2 separate regions of the Ovis aries genome follow, and region 1 is linked to region 2. The links are chromatin contacts, called in public Hi-C maps. All regions are on one chromosome and are shown on one strand. The core of a region is the stretch at or near the end of the contact, and the rest is flanking DNA. Distances in the headings are between cores, read along the strand shown.

Region 1 (2,989 bases), core at 112-2,611, 120 kb after region 2:
GGGTGTCCCCCGCCAGGGCCCAGCCGCGGCCGGCCCTTCGGAGAAGCGGGGACGTGTCGAAAGGCGCAGCCCCACCTCGGACCCCTCCGGCGCCCGGCGGAGCACGGGAAGTTCGGGGAGGAAGCTGAGCGCTGCGCGCGCCGGGCGGCCCGCGGGCCGGATGACTAAGTTTGGCCGCGCGCCGCGCCGCCGGTTGCCTTTTATGGCGCACTCGCCGGCGGCGGACGTGGCTGCCCGGGGCCCCCGGCCGAGGGGCTGCGGGCACGGTTGAGAGGGGGCGGCCGGCGGCGGAGGTGGGGGGGTCAGCTTCGCGAACTTCCCCGGAGGGCCGCCCATCCCCTGGCCCGCTTCCCCATGTCCACCCCCAGCTGGCCAGGCCCGGCCTCCCCATTCACCCAGAGGGAAACTGAGGCCGGGGAGGGGTGCCGTCCCGCCGGGGTCACCTCGCACTGCGGCGGGGTGGCTCCCGATGACACCCAAAGGCCCTGCTTCCAAGCGCAGGGCCAGGACCGCATGACTCACACCTCCAAGGGCGCGGAGCTGCATTTATTGAGCGTTCACTTTTTGTCTCCCAGCCTCCAGATTTCTGGGCCTCCCAGCAGTCCTTTGAGTGCGGGTTTGGGTCCGCGAACCCCAGGGCTCTCTCGAGGTCCGGGTGGGGATGGGAATGGGGGACAGAAGCAGCTCCCCTCTCCCTCCTCCCCCTCACCTGCGCCGGCTGGCTATTTATTGTACTTAACATTTGCACAAACCCAGGAGATGAAAACCATCTCCCCATTTAACAGATGGGAAACTGAGGCTGTGAGGCTCGGGTCTGGGGGCTAAGTGGCAAGGCACCGAGGGACGTCTGGGAGCGGGTACCCCAATCCTAGGGGTATCAGAACGCACAGAGGCCCGGCACGAAATAGATCTCTGTCGGCACCTGCGGCGCTGCTTGACCCTGGGGCACGCTGCGGTTTCCAGATTTTCTTCCGCCCCCGCCCCCGGCCCTGCCACGCTGCGGGCCTCACTGTGTTCACATGCACAACGGGGGGACTCCAGGGGATCCGGTTTGGTTTGGAGCGGGGACCCCGCTCGGGGTGGCGGTCTGGGAAGAGAGAGCAGCGATTTAGAAAATTCGGGCGCGGGGCTGCGCCCCCCTCCCCACCCTGCGTCCCCCAGGCCCGCGGCGGCTCCCTGGGGGGGGAGGGGCCGGGGGTGGGCAGCTCCGGTCACCCTCTCCGGCCGGGCCTGTGGGGCGAGCACCCCCTCCCCGGGCGCTCCCAAACCTCGCCTTTTATGGAGAGGAAGCTGGGCCAAGTGGGCCGGGCCGGCCCGAGGGGCGGGGTGGGGGCCTGGAGCTCCGGCCGGCCCGCGCCGGACACGCACTGGGGGCGCCGGGGCTTATCTCCTCGCGAGCTGAGCGGCCCTGGGACCCGGGAGGCTCTGAGCCGTGGCCACGTGAGCCGCGCGGGCCTGGGAGCGCCAGATAATGACCTCCCCACCCGGGCCGGGAGCGCCAAGCCCGCGGAGGCGGGGCCTGCGCCCCTGGGTAGCCGGCCCGCCCCCGGGCTCCAGCCTCCCGGGGGATGGGCTTGAGAACGCTCACCTTGGGACCCCAGACAACGGCTTACCTGGGGTGTCTGGGTGGCCCCTCCACCCTCTGATTTGACTTAGACAGCCCCCCTCCCCCTGACTTGGGAGAGTCAGGGCCTCTGTCCCGCAGCTCAGTGTCCCCGCCCAGACTCCCAACAGAGAAAGTTCTCCTCCACCTTCAATGGCCTCCACCCACAGCCTGGGCCGCTTTCCGGGAGGAGGGCCAGGATGGGCTATGGAGTTCTGAGAACCCAGTATTCCACCCGATCCGCGTGGTCCAGGGTCCAGCTAGGACCCTGGGAGGCTGGTCCCAGGCCATTGGGCTCCATTTTGCAAATGGACACACTGAGGCCAAGACAGAGCAGGGCGCGGCTCTGGGTGGTTCTGAGTTTCTGCTTATGTACCGTGTGGCCCGGGAACCGGACCAGAGGGTCTGGGCATGGAGTGCTGGCCTGGATATGCCCGAAGAGTCCTCAGGAGTGCCATGTCATTCTCCTGAGCCCCCTCTGAGATCCCCTGGCCTTGAAGGGACTTTGCAGGCTTAAGGAGCTGAGTGACAGAAGAGGGGTGTGTGGCAGGGCCTGAGGACTCTGGTCCAGCCCATCTGCAAACATCCTGTGTCACTCACACAGCCCCCTCCCTCCCCCAGGGTCAGCAAGACCTGGCCCGTCCTTCCTAGGTGTGGGGTCTGCTAAGGTCTCTAGGCCTGTAACAGACACCTGCCCCCAACCCCAGGCCTGAGGTGACATTTCCGTGGAGGGTGGGGACAGGTGGGGGTAATACATGTAGACTTGCAGGTTCCTGAGCTGGAAGGCTAGCTGGCACCACACCCAGTACACCCTGGGGAAAGGTCACTGTCATGATTAAGTCTAGATAGGCCCGCCAGTGCCCCTGATGACAGGGAGAGGCCGGATTGCAGCCCCTGCCCTTGTCCCTTGGCCCTCTGTTCACAGGAACCCTGGGAATGGGCTAGGGCAGAGCCAGGAAGCTTAGGTTATCAGTTGTTCCACGACCACCTTTCTCCTCCTCCCTATACCCGCCACCTGCTCCTCCAAAACCAACTGTGAGCAGGCACCACAGAGGGGCCACTGGTCCCTGGTTCTTTCCCGGGAAAAAGAGCAGTGGTGACCACAGCCCAGCCACTCCGTGCTTTTTGACCCCTTGACTCACACTCTGATTTCATCCTTCCAGCAGTCCCACACAGCTTCCACCCCCATTTCACAGGTGAGAAAACTGAGGCCCTTTCCAGGTCAAGGGACTTGCCCAGAATCACAGAGATGACAGGTATGCCCCTTCCTGCCTCTTGGGGTTGCCATGGGGACAGAGTCAAATTATAGAACATCAGAAAAGTGAGCATATCACAGACAAACAAGTTATCATTCTCATGACTATTATTATCATTATTTGTGTACCT
Region 2 (3,011 bases), core at 133-2,632:
TCTCAAATCCATACACTTCTTTACTTGACATCTTAGCACATTAAACACTGTGTTTGAGAAGCTAGATCTTCCAGTTAGGGATGTGTGTTTGTGTGTTTCCAGGAAGACACGAAAGGCAACGAAAAGCAAATATTGCTTAACTCTTCCTACTCTGCCTTCCTTAATAAAACTTAAATACCATCTCTCCTGTTGTTTGCAGTAGTTATTTTAAAAGGAGATAGATATGTACCCAAAATAGGGAAAGGTAAGTGAAATGCCAATATGAATAAAACATTTATTTTTGCTTCCCCTCAGCTGTACAGAAAGCTTTTACTCTTGCACAGTCACACTCATTTTAGTGCACTCCACAGATGCTGCAGTTTTGCTTGTTTGTTTGTTTGTTTTAACAGATGGAGGCTCCTGTCAGCCCTGCATTGAGCACGTCTGTTGCTGTTTTTCCAACAGCATTTGCTCACTTTGTCTCTGTGGCATATCTTAGTAATTTTTGCCATATTTCAGACTTTTATTATTATATTTGTTATGGTGATCTGTGATCAGTGATCTTTGATATTACTATCACACAAGGATTGTGACTCGCTGAAGGCTCAGGTGATGGTTACATTCTTTGGCAATACAGTATTTTTTTAATTAAGTCTGTATATAACTTTTTTAGATACAATGCTATTGTACACATAATAGTACATGGTATAGTGTCAACGTAACTTTTACATCCACTCAGAAGTCAAAACATTCATAAGACTCACTTTGCTGCGTATTCGCTTTTGCGGTGGCCTGGGACAGCAGCCTTGGGGTGTCCAAGGTTAGGGGACTGGTGAGTGGGCACAGCAACGCTGCCGTCTCAGCTTTCTCAGTGGGGGCTGGCACAGCCCCTCAGATCTCTCCCCTCGGCACTCAGAAGCCAGCTGCTGACTTTCCAAACCAAGGTGGTCCAGACAGAGCTCTCATGGTAGACTTTGGGGCCTGAGGACGGAACAGCAGCCGGGCGTTGGGTTTTTGCTGACTTCCCTTGCGCCCAGGAAATGGGAATCGCTCTATCCTGCCCTCGGAGAACATTTAGCGCTTTTTAATGAAGCCACTTTAAATGGTTAAGATGTTGCCACCTTCTAGGGGACAGATCACAGAACTTCCTGTTCAGTTCGGGATGAAGAGCCTTACCTTTCTCCTGTGTCAGCATTGTGTGGGACGAGTACTTTTTTTGCTGGGCTGTACTGATAAAGTCTCTGTTTTGAGAGTTCTTTTTGAATACAGTTGCATGAGAAGTGTTCTTTGACGCCCTGCTCCAGGGCCAGGCCTTTGCTGGGTGCCCTAGCTTTTTGTTCATGAGGCAGCTAAGCAGACAGTCTGGAGGAGTGGTTAACACGAGGTTTTTGCTCTTGAACGTCTCTTGGTTAATCTGAGCTCTTCCTCTTTTCGGCATCATGACCTAGGTAGACACGTCATCTCCCTGAGCCATATTCCCTTTATCTGCAAAATGAGAACAGTTGCACCTGTTTGATGGAGCTTTTGTAGATGGCTTGTCAGTTGTATCTCTATGTAAATCTGTACCCAGGGCTGGGAGTGGGGGGTGGTTTGCATTAAACGACACAGTGTAACTGAGGTGCTTACCCCTCTGGCCATCGTTTGTCTCAGTCAGTAAAGCAGCCGGTGCCCTTGAGGGAAGGCGGCAACTGATGCTGAGTGTGTGCAGGCGCCGTGCAGACTCGGGTGAGCAGAGGAACTCCAGACGGGAGGCGCTTCCTCCCCCAGATTTGTAGAACCTGCTACACAGAGTCACAGAGTTCCCCTACCGGGGACAGTTGTAAAAGTCCCGTTAAGGGGGCCAAAAGAAGACTTACCTCCGATAGCGTCACTGACTCCATGAGCGTGAATTTGAGCAAACTCCGGGAGATAGTGGAGGACAGAGAAGCCAGGTGGGCTGCAGGCCATGGGGTCGCAAAGAGTCAGACACGACGTAGCGACTGAACAACACCACTTAATTTTTCAAATCATGTACTCAAAAAATTTCATTTCTTATCAGCATGCCACAGTGGAGAGGGGATAGGTTTTTGAAGCTAAATTTTTTGCTGACCAGTCTGTTCTGTCAGAAATGACTGCTGTCACTTGAGCCCACAACGTTGAGGTTGAGAGGAGAGCCCCTTTCCGCCCTGGGGAGAGCCGTGCCTTAAAGCAGGCTGCTCGTGGGTTTGCCCTCCGTGTCTCAGCTGCTCCGCTGCCGGCTCCCCTCCATTCAGGTTTCTTCTTGGTTTTTTGTTTATGCCTGTTCAGAGGGATTGGCATCCCAGGGAACGATATTCAGAGAGATGAGTGTGGGAAAGGCCTGGAGACAAAACAGAGTGCGTTTTGCTGGAGAACTCTGAGTTAGTCACAGAGGGAAGGTTTTTAACAATCGGTGGTTTGTGTCCACGGCCCAGTCGCTGGTCATCGTCTTCGTAGGAGGGCGCTTCCCTTTGTGTCTTGGCCGTCACCCCACGTGCAGTGCAGCCAGCAGGCCTGGAGGTGGGGGCTGCTTGCCTTTCCTTTCACTGTCCTTTGGCAGAAGGACACGGCTCCTTGTCTGTCTATTGTTGTTTTGGTCTCTCCTAAAATACACTGTGGTACTTAAAAAGATGCTGTGGATTAACAGGTCTGTTTGCGCACTTCATTAAATAGAAACTCTGACCCTTTTTTGTGGATTTTCTGGCCACCTTTAGCCATCACTTATCAGACTCCTAACAGCCTACCTCTGACTGTCCGGGCATCAGAAGCTCTCACGCGCGTCTCTTGCTGGAAACCACAGTAATTGCTTAGTGCTTTCAAACATCTTGCTGATATCACTTAATGCATTTTTCTGTGCCTGTGGCCTCATCAAAGGAAAGATGCATTTCGAGTCAGAGTCTTTAGCAATCTCAGGGTTTTTTTGTTTTTTTTTTTTAAAGGCCTCCTGTTAAAAATCCTTCAAGAATTGATAATCTACAAAATATTTTTTTATAGAATCACTTGCCTCCTTTTTGTCTTAACACTCATTGTGTGTT

Evidence for each region. Hi-C and Micro-C count contacts between places; a contact is called where the count stands out from the background.
Region 1: a contact with region 2 is called in a Hi-C map of blood, with 3 times the contacts expected there. The contact joins two enhancer-like sites. A contact is called at or near these places in 5 of 16 Hi-C or Micro-C datasets (blood, hypothalamus and tail adipose tissue).

Annotation. Positions count from the first base shown.
Region 1 is chr24:39,208,145-39,211,133 of ARS-UI_Ramb_v3.0, forward strand. No RefSeq gene overlaps it. Among named protein-coding and RNA genes, the nearest start is that of ACTB, 11 kb to the right of the region's middle. Within about 2 kb of position 1,362, at least 33 of the 54 cell types and tissues checked have an H3K27ac peak or open chromatin away from gene starts, as enhancers often do.
Region 2 is chr24:39,087,744-39,090,754 of ARS-UI_Ramb_v3.0, forward strand. The region is part of intron 11 of RNF216 (ring finger protein 216); the gene reads left to right. Among named protein-coding and RNA genes, the nearest start is that of RNF216, 51 kb to the left of the region's middle. Within about 2 kb of position 1,383, at least 12 of the 54 cell types and tissues checked have an H3K27ac peak or open chromatin away from gene starts, as enhancers often do.